Linked DNA regions of Callithrix jacchus: region 2 is linked to region 1. A link is a contact called in public Hi-C data. All regions are on one chromosome and are shown on one strand. The core of a region is the stretch at or near the end of the contact, and the rest is flanking DNA. Distances in the headings are between cores, read along the strand shown.

Region 1 (3,932 bases), core at 1,079-3,578:
CAGTGTTCTTACAACTACTGAGGCAGAAGGTGTGGGGGTCACAAGCTGTGGCTAGTCAGACAGACCCAAGTTTGAATTCTAGATCTGATACTTAACTGACAAAGGGACTTCTTTCTAAACCTCAGTTTCCTCGTCTGTAGAATTTGAATAATGATGGAACTTTCTCGTTGGCTTGTTAAATGAGATCATGAGCAGATGTGAAGTAAGTGGTAAAACGTAGATGAAGTCATTGTGATGGTTAGTTAAACACAGAGCTGAAAAAGAGAGGGAAATAAACCCCTTAATTGGAAGAGAAGGAGCTAAGTTAAATTGCACACAGCATTTTATAAGCCTTATGTTTAAAATTATTTTGGAAAGCCAGGAACTGTGTCTCATGCCTGTAATCTCAGTACTTTGGGAAGCCAAGGCAGGTGGATCACTTGAGCTCAGGAGTTTGAGACCAGCCTGGGCAACATGGCGAAATTCTGTCTCTACTAAAAAAAACAAAAATTAGCCGGGTGTGGTGGCACACACCTGTAATCCCAGCTACTCGGACTACGAACTGAGGCATAAGAATGGCTTGAACAAGGGAGGCGGAGGCTGCAGTGAGCCAAGATCACACCAGCCTGGGCTACAGAGCAAGACTCTGCCTCAAAAAACATAAGTAAATAAAAAATAATAAAATAAAATTTATTTTGGAGCCCGGGTGCGGTAACTCACACCTATAATCCCAGCACTTTGGGAGGCCAAGGCAAGAGGATTGCTTGAGCCCATGCTTGAGATCACCTCGGGCAATATAGTGAGACCCTGTCTGTACAAACAGTTAAAAAATTATCGGGGTGTGGTGGTGCATACCTGTAGTTCCACCTACTCAGAGGCTGAGGTAGGAGGATCACTTGAGCCTAGGATGCGGAGACTACAGTGAGCCATGACTTCGCCACTGCACTCCAGCCCAGGCAACAGAGCGAGATCCTGTCTCAAATAAATAAAATTTATTTTGGAATAGGTAATACATACACATAAAAAATTCAAAAGATGGCCGGGCACAGTGGCTCATGCCTGTAATCCTTGCACTTCAGGAGACTGAGGTAGGCGGATTACCTGAAGTCAGGAGTTGGAGACCAGCCTGGCCAACATGGTGAAACCCCGTCTCTATAAAAATACAAAAATTAGCCAGGCGTGGTGGTGCATGCCCATAATCCCAACTACCGAGGAGGCTGAAGCAGGAGAATCACTTGGATCTGAGAGGTGGAGGTTGTAGTGAGCTGAGATAATACCACTGCACTCCAGCCTGGGTGACAGAGCAAGACTCCATCTTAAAAAAAAAAAAAAATTCAGGCTGGGCGAGGTTGCTCACACCTGTAATCCCAGCACTGTGGGAGGCTGAGGTGGGTGGATCACCTGAGGTCAGGAGTTCGAGACCAGCCTGACCAATATGGTGAAACCCCGTCTTCAAAAAAAAAATTCAGGCCAGGCGCAGTGGCTCACGCCTATAGTCCCAGCACTTTGGGAGGTCTAGGCGGGTGGATCATGAGGTCAAGAGATCAAGACCATCCTGGTCAACAAAGTGAAACTCCGTCTCTACCAAAAATATAAAAATTAGCTGGGCATGGTGGTGTGCCCCTGTAGTCCCAGCTACTCGGGAGGCTGAGGCAGGAGAATTGCTTGAACCCAGAAAGCAGAGGTTGCGGTGAGCTGAGATCGTGCCATTGCACTCCAGTCTGGGTAACAACAGCGAAACTCCATCTCAAAAAAAAAAGAAAAAAATTCAGAAGACATAAAGAGGTATACAGTGAAAAATATGTCTCTCTCCCACCCTTGTCTCCTACCTCTTGGATTTCCTCCTCTGAGGCAACTAATATATGAGTATCCTCCCAGAATTTCTCTTTGAGTTAAAAAACTACCTCCCAGGGAAATTCATGTCGAAGAGTACCGCGATGGGAGCATTCTCACAAATATTTTGCTAAGTATTAGGAAGAGCAGTGTGATAATAAAGACAGCTGCCTGTGTGGTCTTGTTGGACCCTGAGTTTCAGGAGTATTTTGACAACATATTTAGTTCTCTGCAGCCTGAGCCAGACTGGATGAAGTCTTTCTAGCTATATTAAGACACATAGGCTCAGAAAAGCAATATGATTCAGAAGCAGAATTGACAGCTCCCCAAGCAGAAAGTCCCTCTCCAGGAGCCACCTTGCTTCATCTTTCATGAAGGATATCCGGGCTGGGCGAGCCAGGCTTGGATATCTGCACTGCGGACTGTGGTCTCATTCCCTGCATTCCCCGTTTGCCGAGCCCACATTACTCACATTCCCCTAGGGTTTAGATTATTTTCTTCCCTCCTGGACAGACATACTTGGGGTCACATAGCTTTGCCTTCAGCTGCTAGAGGGTCCCAAGGACAGGTTAGAAGAGACAATGATCAGAGGCTATGTGAAAAGAGCAAGGATTCCTTCCTGCATTCTCCTGCTGGCTGCTGGAGTCCAGCTTCTGTTCTGTAAAATGTACAGATCTTATATTTATCTACGATCGACTTGACCAATTTAAACTCACTGAAGTCCTAGGCACACCTGTTTATTGGATAAACAGGGCCACTTGTGCCACGCTGTTAATAGAGTAACTATATTTATTTCTTTATTTTTTGAGGCAGGTTCTCACTTTATCACCCAGGCTGGAGTCCAGTGACATGATCTTGGCTCACTGAAACCTCCGCCTCCTGGGCTCAAATGATCCTCCAACTTTGGCCTCCCAAGTAGCTAGGACCACAGGCACCACCATGCCTAGCTAATTTTTCTACTTTATGTAGAGACAGGGTTTCGCCACGTTGCCCAGGCTGGTCTCAAACTCCTGGGCTCAAGCGATCCTCCCACCCCTGCCTCCCAAAGTGCTGGGATTTCAGGCATGAGCCTCCATGTCTGGCCACTATGTATTATTATGGATTTACAGAGCTTAGATATGATATATTAAATATATTTAGAGAGTTTATTGCCTTGTCTCTGACCTTCTACCAAACAAACAGGTATCTAATCACCTCAACTGAAAGACATTCTGCAACCTCAGTAACACATTCCAGTATTTAACTCTTATGTCAAAAAGTCCCATTTTTTATATTCCTAGAAACACACAATTGACCAGGACTGAATCATGGGGAAATAGGAAATCTGAATATATTAAAACAGTAATTAAAACCTCCCAAAAAAGAAAATCCAGGACCATATGGCTTCACTAGTGAATTCTTTCAAACATTTAAAGAAAAATGAACACCAATCATTCATAAACTGTCCCCAAAAAATTGAAGAGGAAGAAATACTTCCAAATTCATCTTATAAGACCAGTGCTACCCGAATATCAAAGCCAAAGACACTAACAGAATATAAAACTACAGACCAATATCTGCTGAATACTGATGCAAAAATCTTTTAAAAATACAAATAAACTGAATATAAGAGTATATTAAAAGAATTATACACCATGACCAAGTGGATTTATTCCTGGAATACAAATGACTATTTCCAGTGCATACAGGAGTATACAGAGACGTATTTATGTCTGTTAATGTATCTATTTTATTTCATGTAGATGTTTTGAAACTGGCCCACTTTACTGTTTTACAGTTTTCTAAGTGATTTGCTTAGATTTTCCAAGAAGGCAAGCATACCACTAATAAAAAAGGTAAATTTTTCTCTTAAAAAAAAAAATCAAAAAGGTCCCACTTGGATCTAACCTGAATTTGCTATGCTAGAATTCTTCTGGTTTCCAATAAATAGGGAGAACAACAGTGGTTGTATTTCATCGCACTTTGTACTTTGAGACGTTCACTAAGCCCTTGTCCCCTTAATACTAAATAAAAGCCCATTCAAGTTCTTTCATCTTCTATTTGTGTTTAATTTCTTCTTTTTTTTTTTTTTTTTTTTGAGATAGAGTCTTGCTCTGTCGCCTAGGCTGGAGTGCAGTGGC
Region 2 (3,743 bases), core at 535-3,034, 87 kb before region 1:
TTTTCTCCGATAAAACGTGTCCTTCCCATTCTTCGGTCCCCACCCCTTCCCGGGCCCCACTCACACACTCCAGGAGATATAAGGCCTCTTCCGGGTGAAGCCGCTGCCGGCCCTGCTCTGAGAAGCCCATGGTCTGCCAGAATTTGCCCTGTGTGGGGCCCAGAGCAAGTGTCACAGGGGAGGGAGGAGGGCAGGGAAGGCGGTTCCCGAGCTTGGAGCCCGCCGCTCACCGCAGGAGACTTCAACTCCACGAAGCCCTCTTCCGGCCTCCACTCGGCAGCCACCAAGCTGCCCCTGGCGAGGAGTGGGGAAGGGTCCGCGTCAGTTCACGCGGGAGGTTCCCGCGGCCCGTCTCCGCCCCTGCTCCTCCCATTCCCCGGGCCCGCCCCTCTCACAGGCGCTCTACGCGCTGCTCCGCCAGCAGCTGCCAGAGATCCTCCCGGCACCTGCGCAGCCGCTCGGCTTGGGCCGCGGAGCCGTCGGGCAGAAAGTCCTTGGGGCCATGCGAGCGCTGGGGCAGCTTCTGCGACCGCGAGCGGGCGGCAAAGAGCTCCCGGGCGCTGTGGGAAAAGGGGACTCAGGATCAGCGCCACCCATCGGGGGCCGCTCGGCCCGGTCTGGGAGCTGGTTTTCCTACCCGCGCTGGTCTAGCGCCCTCCCCCGCACATCCCCCTCGGGCCGGGCCGCGCTGCGCCGCACCTGAGCACGCGTCCCGCAGGAACCTCCACTGCCGCCGGCTGGGGTTCGGGCTCGCGCTCAGGCTCCATCCCGCCGCCGCCTGCCGCTGCGCGCGCTGCCACGCCCCGCCCACCACTGGAGCTCCGCGCTGCCCTAGCGCCCGCCGATCCGTGCCGCCGCGGCAGCCCGCCCCTTTCCCCGCCCGCTCGGCGCCCTCCTGACTGTCCCGGGTCCTAGTGCCCGCACTGAGGCACGCGCCCCGACGCCGAGGCTCGGAGCTCAGCCCGCAGGTTGCTGGAGGTGCAGGATTCCCTTCTCCTCTTCCCAGCCCTCCTCGGGGCTTCTCTCCAGTAAAGCCTCAGGAGCCGGAGGCTGGGAGGGCAGTACGAATGGTCACACGTGTTACCGCCCCTGTGCAGCCCCGCGCTGCTTAGTCCCCACCGTCCGGGCTGGGCAAGAAGGGCAGAAGGGCGAGCAGAGGGTGCGCAAATTCCGACTTTGCAGGCCAAAGGACACCCGGGGACTGTCAGGAGTGGTCCGGGGAGGTTTGCCATTCCTTCGGGATCTTCCGTCGGGTCCCTCCGGCTGAGCTGGGAAGCCAGGTTTCAAGGGGCAAGGGCGGGAGGCGCTGTCCGGCACGCGACGGTGCTGAAGCGCCACCTCCGCCCGGCACGAGCGCCTCCTAGAGGCTGGGGTCCCCGCGCCGCCCCCCGCGGGCCGCTCGGGCGCCGTCCGCTAGGTGGTGCTATTGCCCGGCCAGCAGCCACGGGTGGACGACACCGGCCGCGGGCGGAGAGTACTGCAAGTGGGATCCCGCGTTTTGGTTGCCAACCCCCTTCACCTTACGTCTTCTCTCCCACCAGTCTGACCCGGAGTGTCTCGCCCTTGAGTCTAACTCCAGGGCCCCAGCTCCACCACCCGCCGCCTCTCCCTTTTACCTGGGCGCATGCGCTGATCCGGTCAGCGCCCCCGGTGCGGGCGGACGAAAATGGGGGCGGGACCTGGCACGGATGGGGGCGGAGCCGCCGCAGGTGACTGACAGCCTTACTGCGCGGCCGGGACGGTCCCTCCGCTCCCGATCCGGCGGGAGGGAGGGGGGAGGGGCGGGATTTCCTGCGGGAGGCGCCGAGCCGGCCTTGGAAAAGGAGAAGGAGAAAGCGGGGCGGGGGGGTGTGGGAGCCACCGTCCTGAGTGCCAGGGACCGAGCAGGGCCAGCCGGACCCCGGCGGGCGGCCGGGAAAGGTGAGGCCCGCGCTGGGGGTCAGCGGCCCTGGGGGCGGGCGCAAACTAACTTTCCTTGCGGGATTCGCGGGCGCCTCCACTTCCCCGCTCCTTCCGCCCTCCTCGCGCCCCTTTTTCCATCCTCCGCGTTTATACCTCGGGGCTTGGCCCGCCCGGCTTCTCCCGCCGCTTTGTTCCCCGGGTGGGCCTGGGCTGGGCTGGGCTGGGCTGGGGGGTTGCGCGGCGCTGGAGGGACATTCCGGGGGGCGGGGGAGCCAGCCCGACCCCAGGCACTGCCAAGGGCGCCCTCCGCCTGTGTCGGCAACGGTCCCCGAGTGGGAGTGCCCCTGGGCTGGGCTTGGGACATTTGGGGACTGAGGGGTTCCCGGCTAGGGCCCCAGGCCTGCGAGGATCTCATGCCACAAGACTTTGGCAACAAATTCGCTGCCACCGAGAAACTGACGTAAGCTTCTTTGCAGTGGAGTCCAGGGTTTGGGCTTCAGGTTCAGGCCTGGGGGGCTTGGGAGCCCGTTTATCAGCCGTGCCCCAGCTCTGTGTTCGTTGCCCAGCTGCTCCTCCACCCGACACAAGGGGCGAGGACAGGTCAGCAACAGGTGCTGTGAGCTTCGCTCTCCAGCAGAGCCCCCAGAAACGGGGGGCCAGAAGCACTTCATGCCCTCCGTTCACAATGAGCCCTAGGGCTAGGGCATTCAGCCTTTACTCCTCCGTAGGGAGGAGTCCGGGGGTTGGCGCCTTTGACAGGGAGTGACCCCTGCCCGCCTGCCTGTGTCTGACCCTCCCGGCCCCACCTCCTGGCCCGCCAGTTGTCTGTGGGTGTCGGAGCCTCGGGCCGTGGAGAACAGGCTGCTGGCCCGGCCTGCCCCAGTATGTCATGCTGCCAGGGCCCCTCCTGCCCAAGGTTGAGGTACTGCCAGGTGCCCTGGGGCCCCAGTGACTCAGCCTCCCCCTCCCAGAATGCCACCTCCCCCCCACCAATACTCCTCTCAAGCATGGCAGCTTCCTCCGAACTTGAAGTGGCTCAGCTTCTCCATCAACTCTGAGTGGAGCCAGAGGGGCTTTGGGGCTTCCTTAAGGTCCTGTCCTGCTCATCCTCTGCACCCCGCTTCTGGAAGCCTTCCAGGCTGTGGCCCAGCATTCAACAGACACACTGCCCCTTTTCCAGACCCCTGGGACCCGTGCTGCCTGAGGCCCAAGGGAATGCTGGCTGCTCTCTGGGTGGGCACTGGTGTTCCCCAGCCAAGCCGGGAAGATTGGTGTGCCCGGTCCCGGCCCATCCTGGAGCTGTCGGAAGCCACAAGCTGATATCCATCCAGATTTCCACGTAACCTCCACCCCCACAAAGATTGGCTTTCCTTCCTGTGGTGGCAGTTCACATAGCACCTTTGGGAGTGTCCCTCAGCACCTGACGAGGAGCCCGCTGCCTGGGACACCACACTTGCTCCCCCAGAACCGGGAGCCCTCCAAGGAGCTGCGGCATGGTGCCCTGACACCCCAGCTTGGACCCTTGCCTGCCTTTGCCCTGGACTCCTGAGCGCAGAGCTCAGACCAGGAGCCAGGATGGGTCGTGAACAGGACCTGATCCTCGCTGTCAAGAATGGAGATGTGACCGGTGTGCAGAAACTGGTGGCTAAGGTCAAGGCCACAAAGACAAGTGAGTGCTTGGTGGGGTGAGCATCTAGCTGAGGCCCTCTGAGTGTTCAAGTCACAGAGGTTTGGGGCATGGGGGTGGGTCACTGTGATCTGCATACTTGAGGAGGGTGGACTGTCTTGTTCTCAATAAGAAGGACCTCTGTGTGTGAGAGCCAGAGAGAAAGTTGGGTTCC

Evidence for each region. Hi-C and Micro-C count contacts between places; a contact is called where the count stands out from the background.
Region 2: a contact with region 1 is called in a Hi-C map of skeletal muscle, with 6 times the contacts expected there. The contact joins the promoter of CASKIN2 here to the enhancer-like site in region 1. A contact is called at or near these places in 2 of 3 Hi-C or Micro-C datasets (both in skeletal muscle).

The regions. Positions count from the first base shown.
Region 1 is chr5:131,325,822-131,329,753 of calJac240_pri, reverse strand. No RefSeq gene overlaps it. Among named protein-coding and RNA genes, the nearest start is that of GRB2, 21 kb to the right of the region's middle. Within about 2 kb of position 2,328, at least 1 of the 16 cell types and tissues checked has an H3K27ac peak or open chromatin away from gene starts, as enhancers often do. A contact at or near this core is called in skeletal muscle, where this site is marked.
Region 2 is chr5:131,412,452-131,416,194 of calJac240_pri, reverse strand. It overlaps CASKIN2 (CASK interacting protein 2), which reads left to right and starts at 1,784. Exons shown (of 21, transcript XM_054256492.2): 1 at 1,784-1,920; 2 at 3,083-3,571. TSEN54 (tRNA splicing endonuclease subunit 54) reads right to left here and starts at 815. Exons shown (of 10, transcript XR_013535991.1): 1 at 700-815; 2 at 396-560; 3 at 231-294; 4 at 65-148.